2 separate regions of the Sus scrofa genome follow, and region 2 is linked to region 1. The links are chromatin contacts, called in public HiChIP or PLAC-seq maps. All regions are on one chromosome and are shown on one strand. The core of a region is the stretch at or near the end of the contact, and the rest is flanking DNA. Distances in the headings are between cores, read along the strand shown. Region 1 holds the start of SPG7 (paraplegin). Region 2 holds the start of RNF166 (RING finger protein 166).

The links. HiChIP or PLAC-seq counts read pairs in DNA pulled down with a chosen protein or histone mark.
Region 2: a contact with region 1 is called in an H3K27ac HiChIP or PLAC-seq map of alveolar macrophages. The contact joins the promoter of RNF166 here to the promoter of SPG7 in region 1. A contact is called at or near these places in 2 of 5 promoter capture datasets (fetal liver and liver) and 1 of 2 datasets of contacts at active chromatin or transcription factors (alveolar macrophages).

Annotation. Positions count from the first base shown.
Region 1 is chr6:437,187-444,715 of Sscrofa11.1, forward strand. SPG7 (paraplegin) reads right to left here and starts at 2,020. Exons shown (of 17, transcript XR_002345286.1): 1 at 1,823-2,020. It overlaps LOC102168077 (a long non-coding RNA gene), which reads left to right and starts at 2,111. Exons shown (of 2, transcript XR_002345290.1): 1 at 2,111-3,034; 2 at 3,163-5,759.
Region 2 is chr6:974,791-982,603 of Sscrofa11.1, forward strand. RNF166 (RING finger protein 166) reads left to right here and starts at 2,167. Exons shown (of 6, transcript XM_021093662.1): 1 at 2,167-2,422; 2 at 5,042-5,198; 3 at 6,201-6,313; 4 at 6,555-6,669; 5 at 6,750-6,857; 6 at 7,215-7,813. The coding sequence starts at 2,268. The coding sequence ends at 7,280. It overlaps CTU2 (cytoplasmic tRNA 2-thiolation protein 2), which reads right to left and starts at 2,091. Exons shown (of 16, transcript XM_021093659.1): 1 at 1,927-2,091; 2 at 1,235-1,309. The coding sequence starts at 1,991.

The DNA of each region.
Region 1 (7,529 bases), core at 770-3,269:
AGGGATCGAACCCAAGTCCTCATGGATACTAGTCGGGCTGGTTACTAAGCCAGGACAGGAACTCCATGTGTTAGCAATTTCTGCATCTATTTTTATTCTTTTTAAATTGTTTTCCTTAGCTCACCCCCAGTTTGCTGCTATTACAGAGAAAAGTAACACCTTTCTGAGCGCTCTTTGGCAAGGGCTGCTCCTTAAGAAAGAAGATGTTACGTGTGATTTCCTTCTAGCAACAGGTTGAAAATTCCTACTTTTCACTATTATTGTTGATTTTAATTAAAAGTTTTCCTCTTGGGCGTTCCCTTCGTGGCTCAGTGGTTAACAAACCTAAGATCCATGAGGATACAGGTTCATCCCTTGGCTCACTCAGCGGGTTAAGGATCTGGTGTTGCCGTGAGCTGTGGTGTACAGGTCGCAGACATGGCTCGGATTCTTCGTCGCTGTGGCTATGGTGTAGGCCGGCAGCAGCTCCAGTTTGACCCTTTGCCTGGGAACCTCCATATACCATGAGTGTGGCCCTAAAAAGCAAAAAAAAAAAAAAAAAAGTCTCTTCTTGGTTCAGTGATGACAAGAAGGCATATAAGGGAAACTCGGCCAAGTAAATGAATAACATTAGTGTGGTAAATAGTAACAAAGGGGGGGGGTCACTCTTCAAAATCAGCCCTAGAATTCCCTAGTGACTCAGCAGGTTAAGAATCCAGTGTTATAAGTGCAGTGGTTCCAGTTACTGCAGCAGCGCCGGTCCCATTCAAGGCCTGACAATTTGCAAATGCTGTGGGTAGAGCCAAAAAAAAAAAAAACTCCCCAAGACAAAGAACACAGTCAGCCCTAAATACCATTTGCTTAAACCTCACATACTTTGATTACTCTTACAGCCCTTAGTGAGGTAATCTGCTCTATGTCACAAGTACATGAGAACTGCCTACTTCGGCCTTTATCTTCATAGAATGATCAGAGTCTGACAACAGATGATATGATTTTCCTCAACAGAATTAAAAAACCGGAGTTCCCATTGTGGCTCAGTGGTTAACGAATCCGACTAGGAACCATGAGGTGGTGGGTTCGATCCCTGGCCTCGCTCAGTGGGTTAACGATTCGGCGTTGCCATGAGCTGTGGTGTAGGTTGCAGACGTGGCTTGGATCCCGCGTTGCTGTGGCTGTGGCGTAGACCAGTGGCTATAGCTCCGATTCAACCCCTAGCCTGGGAACCTCCATATGCTGCAGGAGCGGTCCTAGAAAAGGCAAAAAAATAAAAAAACAAAAACAAAAAGTGCAATATATCTATAGTTGCCTTGGCAGGGTGGCCAGGTATCTAGAATAGAATTAAAATATGAAATTGGTCCTAAAACTATGGTAAAATGGAACAACATAACCTAAAAGAGGGCTAAAAAGCACCAGGACTTAAGGTCTTTGTTTCAGGGTGAAATGTTGACCTCACAGGACCTGGAACAATCTTTACACAGTCAATGAGTTTGTGTTCACAAGTCAAGCTACAGCACAAAAGTAAAACAGTTACAGGTGTTTTTCTCACAAACAAAACTTTCAGAAAGCCCACTTAAGAGCATCTGGAAGGCGCTGGAATTCAACCTGGTGACATCTGATCTATGCGAGCCAAGTGCAAAACTGTGCTCTGCTAAAAAGTGATGGAAGTCTTACTCGACTCAATTCCAAAGCGCTATGAAAAGCAGCAGAAGATAGCAACACACAAAACCAGGGCTAGAAAAACGCCAAGGCGGGGCCGTGCGGCCTCGCCCACGCCCCTCCCCCGGGGGCAGCCAGCTGGAGCGGCACCGCCCGCAGCACCACGCCAGGGGCCGCACCTCACCTGCAGGACTCGGCTTCCAGGCCCGACACAACCCACTGGAGGCCTGTGGACCACGTACAGCCACCTCCACCCGACCCCGGCGGAGCAGCCCGGGCTCCTGCCTGAGCAGCAGCCCCGCAGTCGCCCCCGCCCGGGCCCTGGCCCCGGGCGGAGAGCGCGTAGCAGCAGCCACGGCGCCGCCATGTTGACCCGGAAGCGGTACCTACGCGGTCCGGGCCTCCCGGGGCGCCTGCGCGGTCCCGGCCTCCCGGGGCGCCTGCGCGGTCCCGGCCTCCTCGGGGCGCCTGCGCGGTCCGGGCTGCCTGCGCAGTCAGGCCGGCTGCGTCTCTGATCCCGCAGAGGTTCGCAGGTGGTTTGAGGCGCCACACTGTGCAGAGCGCTGCGAGTAGACCTGCAGCCGGGCGGACGCGGGAGGGAGGGCTTCAGGACTCTGCGCCGGGCCGCTTTTCCCAGGAGGACTTGGCGCAGCGGCTCCTAAGGCCGCGGAGGGCGCGAGAGAGCCCGAAGGGCGTGGAGCGTGCGCAGATGCGACCCTGACCGCGACTCCTGCTCGGATCCCCGACTCAGACCAGGACTTCGACCCCAACTCCCGCCTGGATCCCCGACCCTAACTCCGACTCCCCCCCCGGGACCAGGACTCTGACCCCGACTCCGATCCGCAGACCCAGTCAGGTCTTGGCGCGGGGAGGGTGCTGCCCAGGGGAGGGCTTTGCTGGTGCAGCCTCTGGCCCCTGGGCGGTGCCTGGAAGGTCCTGCGCGCTAGAGGACGAGGAAGGGGCCTCGGGTAAGAGCAGGGTCTTCAGAAGAGGGTAGCAGACGGCTGGCATTCTTGTCCTTCAAGATGCTTAATTTCGGAGAGGTTACAACCTTCTCCTGGAGGCAGGCGGACTCACTCTGGAAGTCGTGCCCATCTCTTGTGTCCAGGATCACAGCCCAAGAGAAGTAGGCCACTCTCGTCCCTGGGGAAAGGGCAGGGGTCTGAGGCATCCTGCCCTTGGGATTCCGTACCCTATGGTCCCTCTTTCGCGGCCCACCTGAGGTCTGGTGCTTGAATGCTTAGCTCTGAGACTGCTGGTTGTGTTACAGGGTCACTTCAGCTTGTTTCTCTGTTTTTCTGTATTCCCCAGATTCCTGGTCGCTCAAGGAGAGCCAGTTCTCCTAACTGCTACCTAGTGCCTGGCGCCATGTCAAACATTCATTTACTCTTCACAGGTGTGCAGACTCCTTTTATGTCTGTTTTACAGAGAGGGAAACAGATTTAGAGCAATTTAAAGTAAGCTCCCGAGGTTACAGCTAAGGAGTCATGAGCAGAATTTCAGAGCTCGTTTGACTGTTTGCAGGGCCTGTGCTCTCCGACCTATGGATTCAGGTGTGACAGGAGTGACAGGTATGACACACGTCAGCCATCCTTCCCCCACAGTCGTGAAGCTAGAAAGGTTTGGGGACTTTTTAAGTGAAGTGTCCCGAGCATTGGCCCTTGGCTGCAGGCCTGGCTGGTTGTGGGGAGTGGCTGCCCCCGACCTGCACAGGGGCCCCCCTTCCTTTCTCACGTTCTCTCTTCACAGCCCAGTTTCCTCCTTCAGCGTTTTTCTTCCCTGGGTAAATTGTCCCACCCACGTTCTGCCCTCCGCAGACCAGTCCCGTGACTATGACCAGGCTTCCGACAGTGGTTTCTTGCACGCTCGCACCCTATCAAAGCTTGTGCAACTCCTCCAGACAGGAAGTAACCAAGCCCCACACTCACCCATTCTCTCCAGGCAGCACAGCAGATCTGTGACTCAGAGCCTTCCGTGTTTGGGGAGAACACAAGATGCAACCCTATTAACGTTGTTTAAAAGTGTTGGAAGCTAACCTCTTTGCAAGAGTTAGTTGGAAGCTGTGCAGGAAGATGGCAGGAGCCGGGCTTTGGAGAAAGAGTGCTGGCTTATGTCCTTCCAAGTCTGTGACCTTGAGCAAGGGATTACCTTCTCCAAACTTCACTTTTCTCATCAGCAAAACAGGGATAAAATTATCGTCAAAAGGAGGCTGAGAGTGTGTCCCACGGAGCTGTCATAAAGGTAAAATGCAATAAAAGCATGTGAAAGCAGGACTTCGTGAGTAGCCTGGTGACTAAGGATCCAGCATTTTCACTGCTGTGGCCCTTGTTCGATCCCTGGCCCAGGAACTTCTGCATGCCACAGGCACAGACAAAAAAAGCATGTACGTGAAAGCAGCTTGTCCACATCCAGGACGCTGTGGGAAGCGAGGTTCTGGGAAACATCCATTCATTTATCCAAGAGCATTTACTTAACTGCTTTGAGGGCTGGCTGTGTCCCCCGCCTCAAGCGAGTGGTTGGCCTTGACTCTGAAACCTACTCTGCTTCAGTCCACGTCTGCAGGGGCCTCGGGATGGGGGGTTTGGCTAGAGGATTCAGGCGCCCTGTGGCCTGGACCTGGAAGAGAAGGGCCTGGGAGAGTGGCGTCTGCACTCCTGTCACCTGCTCCCTTTACTTTTTCTTTTTAGGGCCACACCCATGGCATATGGAGGTTCCCAGGCTAGGGATCAAATCTGAGCTGCAGCTGCCAGCCTACACCGCAGCAACAGCAGCGCCAGATCTGAGCCGCATTTGCGACCTACAGCACAGCTCATGGCAATGCCAGATCCTTAATCCGCTGAGCGAGGCCCAGGATCGAACCCACATCCTCAGTGATACTAGTGGGGTTCATTTTGGCTGCGCCACGACGGGAACTCCTGCCTTACTTTTCTGTACCTCGTGACTTGTGTTTACTTGCTTGGGCTTCTCAGCCCTCTGAGCTCTACCCGGGGCCTCTGGCTCAGCTTCCTCCAAGTCCACCAGGCATGCTCACATGAACTGCCTCGCCTCCAGGCCTGACCTAGGCCTCTGCCTGGCTTCCTGATACCACGGTGCAAAGCCTGGCCTCAGGAAGTGGAGGGGCCGCAGGGAGGGAAGAGGATCGGGGGCCCCCCATGCTCTTGCGGTCCCTCCAGCTCCACGCTTGATCCTTGGTGTGGAGGAGTCCTGGCTCCTCTCCCCGCCGAGGGGCTGCATGCAGGGCCTCAGTCAGGCTGCTCAGGGGACGTACACCCATCGCCCTGTCTGTGAAAATAGGAACAGTGCTTTAGCAGTATGGGGACAGAAGTGATCTTTGGGGTCATATTTGGTTTTAAGAGCTATTGTAGTTCCCTCTTGCTCTTGCTGGTTAAGGATCCGGCCTTGTGACTACCGTGGCTCGGGTTGGATTCCTGGCCCCAGAACTTCCACATGCCACTGCCATAGCCAAGAAAGAAAAGAAAAGAAAAAAAGATCTAGGCTTCATTATTAATATCAGAGCAAATAACTATTTCCCTTCCAAATTAGGCAGCTTGGCAGCAACTAAAGGGCTAAACTTTCTATTTAAGTATTTATTTATTTTTTGCTGCCTCGAGGCATATGGAGTTCCCGGGCCAGGGATCAGCTCCAAGCTGCAGTAGCACTTGCAGCCACGCCAGCTCATTAGCCCATGCTCCTGGTACCCTCGTGCCCCAGCAGGAATTCCTAAACCTTTTTAGAGCCACACCAGCAGCATACGGAGGTTCCCAGGCTGGGGACTGAATCGGAGCTACAGCTGCCAGCCTGCACCACAGCCACACCCATGCCAAGACCTGAGCCACGTCTGTGGCCTACACCACAGCTGTGGTCGAACCTGCATCCTCATGATACTAGTCAGATTCTTAACCTGCTGAGCCCCAATGGGAACTCCCTCCTAAACTTTTTTTTTAAACACGGTGGCTCTGCATCTGGCCTGGCCTTGGGGGTAATGGCCGTACCTGTGACCTTCTGTCTGCCGCCTTGAATGACCTGGACTGCACCTGGAGATCTGGCTGATATCAGGATGTTGTCTGTAAAATACACCCTGTGGGACGTTTGAATAAAGTCATCGTGTGAATGTTGGTGAACTTTGTTTCTGAGCCGCACGTCTTTCTTGACAAACAGTTTTCTTGGCGTTCCTGTCGTGGCTCAGTAGAAATGAATCTGACTAGGAACCATGAGGGCGTGGGTTTGATCCCTGGCCTCGCTCAGTGGGTTAAGGATCTGGCGTTGCTGTGGCTGTGGTGTAGGCCGGCAGCTACAGCTCTGATTTGACTCCTAACCTGGAACCTCCTTATGCCATGGATATGGCCCAAAAACAAACAAAAAAAACCCCCAACAGTTTTCTTTTTAAATGGCTCTGTGTGTGTGTGTGCGCGCGTGCTTTTTACGGCCTCACTCTTGGCATATGGGAGTTCCCAGGCTAGGGATCAAATCGGAGTGTACCTGCCAGCCTACACCACAGCCACAGTGACACCTGATTCAAGCCAAGTCTGCAGCCTACACTACAGCTCACAGCAACGCCGGATCCTTAACCCACTGAGCGAGGCCAGGGATCAAACCCGCATCCTCACGGATACTAATTGGGTTTGTAAGCCACTGAAGCACAACGGGAACTCCTTCACGTGGCTTCTTAATTGAGTTTTGAATACTACAGATACAATAAGGTTTCATATCAGACTTTTTTCTTTTTTTGGCTGTCACGCAGCATTTGGAGATTCCAAGATCAGAGATCGGGTTCTCACCACAACTGCGCCCCAAGCCATAGCAATGACAAACACCAGGTCCTCAACCTGCTGTGCCATCAGGCACAGATTTGTTTTTAAGAAGAGAAACGTTCATTTCTACTAGCAAAAAAAAAACCTGTTCCGGGAGTTGCCGTCGTGGCTCAGTGATAACAAACCCAACTAGTGTCCATGAGGTTGTGGGTTCGAACCCTGGCCTCACTCAGTGGATTAAGGAGCTGGCGTTGCCATGAGCTGTGTTGTAGGTTGCAGACTCAGCTTGGGTCTTTTTTTTTTTTTTTTTTTTTGGTCTTTTGTCTTTTTAGGGCTGTACCCGCGGCATATGAAGGTTTGCAGGCTAGGAGTCTAATCTGGGCTGTTCCTGCCGGCCTAGGCCTCAGCCACAGCAACTCGGGATCCGAACCACGTCTGTGACCTACACCACAGCTCATGGCAATGCCGGATCGTTAACCCACTGAGCAAGGCCAGGGATCAAACCCGCAACCTCACGGTTCCTAGTCAGATTTGTTTCCGCTGCACCACGACAGGAACTCCTTGGCTCGGATCTTGAGTTGCTGTGACTATGGTGTCGGCCAGCAGCTACAGGTCCCATTTGACCCCTAGCTTGGGAACCTCCATATGCCACATGTGTGACCCTGGAAAGACAAAGGAAACCTCTTGGGGAATTTGCACTTGACTAAAGGGTCATGTATTCCTCAGTGGTTCTTAAGACATGGGTTAGGCTTCTGGACAGATATTTGGGGGGGACCTGAGAGGTGCAGGGCGTGTATTAACTCCCGTAGGTCTGGACAGCAGACCAGTGACTACCTCATTGATTGACTTAACCACCCGCTGTTGACTGTGTCAGCTCCCCAGCTCCAACTCCCTGATGACAAGCAGCGCCCGTCACATCAGAGCTCTGGATGGTTGACTGGCTCGAGGTCTCTCACCAGGGTACATGGAGGTGACAGTTGGGATTTCAGTCATTTGAAACTTGCCAGAAAAAAAAAGAAAAAGAAAAGTAACTTCGATACGCTGCGGCTGCGGCCCTAACAGAGAGGCAGGGAGAGAGAGAGACAAAGAAGGAAGTCGCCAGGTTTCCTGACAAGAGGCAGCAGCTCTTCCCTGTGTGGC
Region 2 (7,813 bases), core at 917-3,416, 540 kb after region 1:
ATCACCTACATATTAAGTCTAAAATATGGCACAAATGATGGAGTTCCTGTTGTTGATCAGAGGAAACAAATCTGACTAGTATCCAGGAGGAAGCAGGTTGGATCCCTGGCCTCGCTCGGTGGGTTAAGGATCTGGTGTTGCTGTGGCTGTGGTGTAGCCCAGCAGCTACACCTCCAAATTGACCCCTAGCCTGGGAACCTCCATATGCCAGGGGTTCAGCCCTAAAAAAAAAAAAAAAAAAAAAAAAAACAAATACAAGACCAAAAAATAAAATAATTAAATAAGATATGGCACAAATGATCTATCTACACAACAGAAACAGCCCATGGACATGGAGGACAGACTTGTGTCTGCCAGGGAGGAGGGGGAGGGGGAGGGACTGGGAGTTTGGGGTCAGAAGATGCAAACTATTGCATTTGGATGGATACGCAATGAGATCCTGCTGTGCAGCATAGAGAACTATATCCAATCACTTGTGATGGAACAGAACAGAGGACAATGTAAGAAAAAAAAGTACATAAAACTGCACAGCAGAATTTGGCAGAATTTGACGTGGTAAATCTGCTATAATAAAATAAAAACTTTAAATATAAAACTGTCAGCCACTCATTCAATAAGCGTTCTTTGCTATACAAAGCATGCACCACCACCAGAAATTAACAGGAATAAAACGGGAGACAGACCCTGTCCTTGGGCACATGATCAAACACCTGGAGGGTTTTCATTCCAGGGTTATGTGAGGGACCACAAAGGGCTTCAGATAAAACAGAACACGCTCAGGCCTCTCTGGGACTAAGGCTCCCCTCTGCCCAAAGCCTCAGAGCTGGAGGAAGAGACTAGAGCCCTCCTTCCATCCTCCCTGTCTCACAAGTAAAGCAAGCATCATCCAGAACACCTGCCAAAGATCCCAGGCTGCTCTCATCTGCCCTAGATGTGTTCCTGCTGCCGGGATGGCGCTTCCCCCCTACCCCGCAGCACCTGCATTCCCAACTCTCCCCATAAGCTCCATCAATACCTTCCTGCCACCTGATCCACGGCTGGATAATGGAGAAAACAGATCCTGACCCATGGAGAACGGTACTCACATCAGGAACCAACACCTACACACACACCCATCCCCCACTCCCCAGTCCCGGAACGTACGAACGAAAAGGAAAGGGACAAAAGGCTTTCCAATGCCGAGAAATTAAGCCAGAGATGCGGGGGCAGCCCTGGCTGCTGAGTGAGGGCTCACCTGCAGAAGGCATCTCCTGCTCGGATCACCACGACAGGCAGGCCTTCCTTGCACTTCACACACTTCTGCTCACGGCTTTGGAAAGGGGAAGAAAAAACAGGAAAGCAAATTACACCTCCTCCCAAGGGCATCAGGGAGATGGGAGCCTGCTTCTTACCCCAAGCTGCCGTGCGAGAGATCAAATGGGGGTTATACCCCAGGAAACAGGGCTTTTGTCTTATCCTAACTACCACTCTGAGGAAAGGCCAGGGACCGAAGGGGATTTTAGTCTGCTAAAGCCGGTTCAGTGGCCTCTTAACGGCCACCTCTCAGTCTCTCAGGGGCTGGCAGAAGAGAGACAACTTCCGTGCGGCCCAGAAGGGAGAAGTGGAGTCAGTGGGTGGAAGAGAAAGGGGCTCCGACTTTCCTGAGTAAGGGGAGCGGCGAAGCCGCCCTACTGGCTGCAAGAATTAAAGGTGGGAGAGCGCAGAGCGAGCTTCTCCCTGCAGTGCTCAGCGCCGGCCCGCCAGGCACTCCCGCGGTGCTGCGGTGGGAGATTCGGCCCCCGACGGAGGCCCCCCGACGCCCAAGGCCCGCCCTCGGCGGACGCCGGGATTCCCGGAGCGCAGCCCCCGTGACTGACCACAAAGCGCGGGTCCGCCCACGGGGCAAGAGCTCGCCGCCGGCCGGAGGGGAAGCCGCCCAACTCTTACCCGGGCCGTGAAGGCTGCAGGCCCTCGGGCGAGGGCTCCCCGTAGTCCTCGTCCACCTCGCACATGGCTTCGCCAAGTCGCTCCTTAAACCGCAGCGGCGAGGCGCGCTCCGACTACGTCACCGCGGCGCGGGCGCGGCTGTGACGTCCAGGGGGGCGGGGTGGCCGCTGGCGTTCTCTATGACGTCACCGAGACGCCAGCGCGACTGTGACGCGAGGGTCTGGGACGGGCGCTCCCTGTGACGTCAGCTCGGCGCCGTCGCGGCTGTGACGCGCTGGCCGGGCCGGGCAGGGCCGGGACAGGGGCGGCGGCGGCGGCGGCGGCGGCGGGCCGGCCCCGGGATGGCGATGTTCCGCAGCCTGGTGGCGTCCGCTCAGCAGCGGCAGCCACCGGGCGGGCCTGCGGGCGGCGACAGCGGTTTGGAAGCGCAGTACAGCTGCCCCATCTGCCTAGAGGTCTACCACCGGCCCGTGGCCATCGGCAGCTGCGGCCACACGTGAGTGCGCCGGCCTTCAGGAGGCCGCGGGGTCGGGCACCGCCGCGGGCAGGGCCCTGCAGCCGCCCTGGCACAGCCCCGGCGCGCGGAGAACTTAGGGGGCGGGAGGGCGCGGGGCCCCTGGGGCAGAGCCGTTTCTGCCCTTTGGGGCGCGTTCATCCGCCTCAGCCCAGCCTCCTGCCCGCCCGCCCTGGGCTCTCGACCCGACCCCTCCGTTGTCAGACCGGGCCGACCAGCAGCCCTGCCCGGTGTCGGGTGCCCCGGGGGCCGCTGACGGCCTCGGCAGGCCTCCCTGGGGACTCAGAGCGCAGCAGGCGCGAACTCTGCGCCGGTCGCCTTCGATCTGGTCCCGTGGAGACCGGGGTGGACAGTTGTAAATAAATGTCTTGTAGCTTTTGCTGTCAACTCTTTTTCGGACCCGCTGTCTGCCTGTCTTGACTGCAGAGGAGAGGAGTTCCCTAAAGTTGGGGCATAGGCTTGTTTGGAGTCTGATGCTGTTTTGTTTTGATGGAGAACTTGGGTCTCATCCATCACTGACCAGCCATGCAGGCTGGCCCCCAGGAGACCAGGTGCCACACACCTTGTTAAAGGTTTCCAGCTGTGCCAGGACCCGGTGGTTTCAGGAACGGAAACCTGAGCATGCGGCTCTCCTTCCCGATGAGCACCGCACTCCAGTCTTCTGGGAGCTGCCAGCCTGGCTGGGAGGGGGCCGAGATCAGAGTGCCTGCTCTCCAGCTCTCCTGAGCTCTGAATAATACAGCTCTTGAGTGAAATTAGCAGGGTGGGGAGAGGGGGCAGGAGGGCCCGGCTGCCAGCAGAGCTGCTGAAGAGGTGGGGCCAAGTGCACCCAGGCTGGTAGGAGGCCCTAGCACATTTTGCAAACAAAGCCAGCTAACCTGGAAGGAGCTGGACCTGCTGAGTGTGTGCTGCTCATCACCCAGGGAGGTGGCATCCATGGTGTCAGGAGCTGGGAAGCCTGCACACGCAGACACGCACACACATACACAGCATGCGCATGGCAGGACAGGCACCTGCTCACACCCAGGGAGCCCTGCGGGCTTGTCCTGAAGGTGCACTGTGTGTCCCTTCTCCAGGCCGTTTGTGAGGTGTTGGCGGGGCGGCCTCTGCGCAGAGCTTCCTTCTTGTAAGCACACACTCGTGGGTGTTGTAAGCTCTGCTCGGCATCTTTCAGCCCGTCCCTGAGGGAACTGCAGGGCTGTCCCGGGGCCTAATTTTAGAAAGCCTTTCCTAGGCTTCAGTTGGTTTCAACACTCACCCAGCCCCGCTGGGCTGTGGTGGTTTGGCTCTTCTGCTCAGCACAAATCTGTTTTCGCTTTTTCCGATTAAGTGTTTTCTGAAAAAGTGGTTTTCGGAATACAGACCCACACAAACTGTTGTGAAAGCATATCCTTCTGTACCCCCGTTCTCCCCCCAAGGCCTTTCTTGGCGTAGTCTGATCCCTCCTCCTGTTTCTAAGACTGGTCCTGCAAGTGTCTCTTCTTGGCTTCTGCCTTCAAAAGAATTTCTCCCTGACTCTGCCTGCTGGTTTAAACAAACCTCCTGGCTGTTCCCCCTCTGCCTCTTACTTTCCCTGAGTCTCTCATCCAGTGTCTTGAAGGCCCGTGTGAACACAACGAACAGGAAAGATTTGGAGGCACGTGTTTTCCTTTAGCGAGTCTGCTGATGGTCTGGTACTTCCCCTCCCCGGTGCCCTGTCTGTGAGCAGTTCCCTTCCACAAAATCGGCTTCTGGTGGTGAGAGCAGCCCCGACGGGGGCAGATACTACTGCTCCAGCACCAGGCAGACGGGACAGGTGACAGGCAGGGCTTTGGGGCAGGAGGCCCCTCGGTGGAGAGCGTGGAAGTGACCCCAGGCAACCCCCCGAGGCCCCAGAGGGAGCCTGTTACGGTCTCAGTCTGGGACATCCTGGGCGGTGAGCCGCATCCGGAACCAGAAGCTGCTCGGCTTGTTTACAACCCTCTGATGAAGCCTCTCCTGAGAGCTACAGGCCAGGCCTCCAGATCCTTGGGGACGGCCCGGGAGCGGTGGCGGGCAGGGGGCCGTCCTGCCTCCTCCCGCTGGAGGCTGCTCATCCTGAGCACACGCAGGATGCCCGGACTTGTGTTTCATGACACGGCAGCTCCAGCGCCGGAGCCAACAGCTCAGGACCGAGAGGAGCCTGGGTGCCTGCCTCAGACCCTCCGTCACCCCGCATCTGCTCAGGCCAAGCCAGAGCCCTTCTTCCTGGGCAGGGGGCAGTGACCCAGGGCTGGTGACACTCTCTGGCCAGCTTTGGCCCTGCCCCATCCAGTGAGTCCTGGGCCCTGGGCCTGCGGGTTCCGCCCACCAGTTAGTGATTTTCCGCCCCAGAGCTTAGGGAGGGGAAGGCCTCCAGGGTCCCCCTGGACCCCCTGAGGTGTCGTCATCGCCACGTGGCAGTGAGACAGGCAGGCTGAGCCCTGGGCCACCTCCTGCAGCCTGGGGGTCACAGCTACAGCTTGGCCCACACCGCAGGCTCGGCAGGGGGCCCAGAAACCCACGGCTAGGCAGGGTCACGGGCCCTCTGCAGCCAGACAGTGTGATCCAGCCCGAAGAACTCAGGCCGTGCCCTGCCTGCAGGTTCTGTGGGGAGTGCCTCCAGCCGTGCCTGCAGGTGCCATCCCCCCTGTGCCCGCTCTGCCGCCTGCCCTTCGACCCCAAGAAAGTGGACAAGGCCACCCACGTGGAGAAGCAGCTCTCGTCCTACAAGGCGCCCTGCCGAGGCTGCAGTAAGAAGGTATCCACCCCAGGGCCTTCCCGACCGGGAGCGGCTCTCCACTGCAGGGAGGAGCTGGCACCGCTGGCTCCTTGCCTCTTGAGCAACCCGCTGCTCCCACGCTCCCTGTGGGCCCTGCCGCCTGTCCTCTACCCCGCGGCCTGGGCTCTGAGCTGTGGCTTCTGCGGGGACACGGCTGCGCTGCAGCATCCCCAACCCGGATGCAGCTTCAGCACCCCAGTGTGCCTCGCCCCGTGGCTCCGTGGCCTCGGGCCTCTCACCCGCCAGCCCGCCGTGTCCGTTCTGCACACGGGCATCCCCCACGCACACACATCACCTCCCGGGACCCAGCTGGGAAACGGAGTCTGAACTCAGGTTTTAGATTTCACCACCTCTCAGGTTGGCAAGTTCTGCTGACTGAGCACAGTAGGAGGTGGCCCCCGGTTGCCTTGTCCTCAAGGTCAAAGGTCTGAATGTCCAGGGGTGCCCTGAGCTTCACCACGAGGGGCCCTCTCTGTCTCCGTCTGTCTCCCCATCTCCGTGCTGTCTCTCTGGCTCTCTCCCGGGACCTGTGCGTCCCTTCCCTGCCCCGTTCTGAGCCGGTTCCCACCTTCAGTCCAAGCAGGCGACTCGGGCAGCCAAGGAGGTGGTTTTGTTTGGTTTTCCCTCTTGGCGAGCCGTCTCTCGGGTGGCCGGATGGCTAGGAGAGTTTTGTCTGTCAGCTCCCACTGTGAGGGGGATTTTTCCCAAATAAACACCCTCTCTGTTCCCTGCCCCTTGCAGCCCCCAGAGACCCCAGCAGGGCTCTGCTCTTGTCCAGTGGCTGGAGCCCGGGTCACCTCCCGCTGTAGCTCATTAGCCTTCAGGGCCCTGAGTCTGTGTCTCCCTCCCGTGCCCGTTGTCCAGCAGGGACGCCAGGGGCCCCTGGCACCTGCCTTCGCGGCCCTGCTCGCCAGCTGCCCTCGCATCCTCTGGAGCCTGAGGCCCGGCCAGCGCCGCCTGACCCACCCTCTCACTTCCTAGGTGACCCTGGCCAAGATGAGGGTGCACGTCGCCTCCTGCGTGAAGGTCCAGGAGCAGATGGCCAGCTGTCCCAAGTTCGTCCCCGTGGTGCCCACGTCCCAGCCCATCCCCAGGTAGGCCGTCTCGCCGGGCGTCCCTCTGCCCTCGGGAGGCGGGGGGCTGCCGCGCCTGCTCTGTGGAGGCCCCAGGCCAGCAGGGCAGCGCTGGCCCCACACAGGCCCCATCGGGGAAGGAGCGGGGCCAGGGGTTGGCCAGGCAGGAGTCAGTGGTCGGGCGTGCGGAGGCGAGCGGGGGCCCCACGGCAGCCACGGGCCGCAAAGGTGGTCAGCGCCACTCACCCTCCGCCCGCCCCAGCGCCGTCCCCAACAGGTCCACCTTCACCTGCCCATACTGTGGCGCCCGCAACCTGGACCAGCAGGAGCTGGTGAGGCACTGTGTGGACAACCACCGCAGCGACCCCAACCGCGTGGTGAGCGCGCCCGCCGCCCAGCTCCCTGCCCCCCAGTCCCCAGGCCCGGGCCCGGTGGGCTCACTGCCACTCTGTTCCAGGTGTGCCCCATCTGCTCGGCCATGCCCTGGGGTGACCCCAGCTACAAGAGCGCCAACTTCCTGCAGCACCTGCTCCACCGGCACAAGTTCTCCTATGACACCTTCGTGGTAGGCGGCCCGCCCTACGCCCTCTCCCAGCTCACTAGGGCCCAGGGCTCTGGGTTTGTCCTGTGGGTCCCTCGTCACCAGGCCAGCAGGCTCTCCTTCCCCGGGGCCTCGGGGCACAGGCCCATCTTGGCGCCTGCTGGGGAAGCGCCTCAGAGGCTTTCCGCCTGGGCGCCCGCAGCCTCCAGCCCTGCTCCTGAGTCTGCGGGGAAAGGACAGCTCCCATGCCGCCCACACGTCCCGCACAGTCCGCATGGCCCTGGGCCGCTGGGCGTCGCGCTCAGGACAGCCACTGTCCCCACAGAGCAGTCGCCACAGGGCGCCGGGCACCCCGTGACCGTGCGCCCCCCTGTCTTCCAGGACTACAGCATCGATGAGGAAGCCGCCTTCCAGGCCGCCCTGGCCCTGTCTCTCTCCGAGAACTGAAGGGGCCGCGGCGCCAGCCCTCGCCTCCAGGGACAGGGCCCACCAGCCCCCTGGGGCCCGAGCCTGCCCGGGACCGCGCCTCACGGCTGCAGGAGGAGAGGCCGCGCCATCCCACCGCCCGGGCTCCTGCTGAGTCGCACCGACTCCTCGGTGCTTCGGGCCGAGCAGGTGACCTCGCGGCCCGGCCGCCTAGACAGAGCGCAGCGTCTGTCTCAAAGCCATGCCGTCCTCCCCCCGCGGAGAGGACCGCTCCGGCCGCCGGGCAGGGAGGCGCGGAGGGGGCGTCCGGCCTCGTGCCCTCGGTACCGGCTTTTGTGATACCCAGAGGTTCCGGCACTTTTCTACGTTACCCGCTGGGCTAACTTCTCACATTTTGTAGAAGCAGAGACACGGCAGTTACTCTTCATGTCGCAATACCTGTGTTTGACTAGGAACAATAGTATTTTTATGGAACGTTTACAAAATTATATTTTTTAAAAAAATCAAAAATGAATGGTTGTGGGATCAGGGGTTGGCAGAGGCACAGGCGGGGC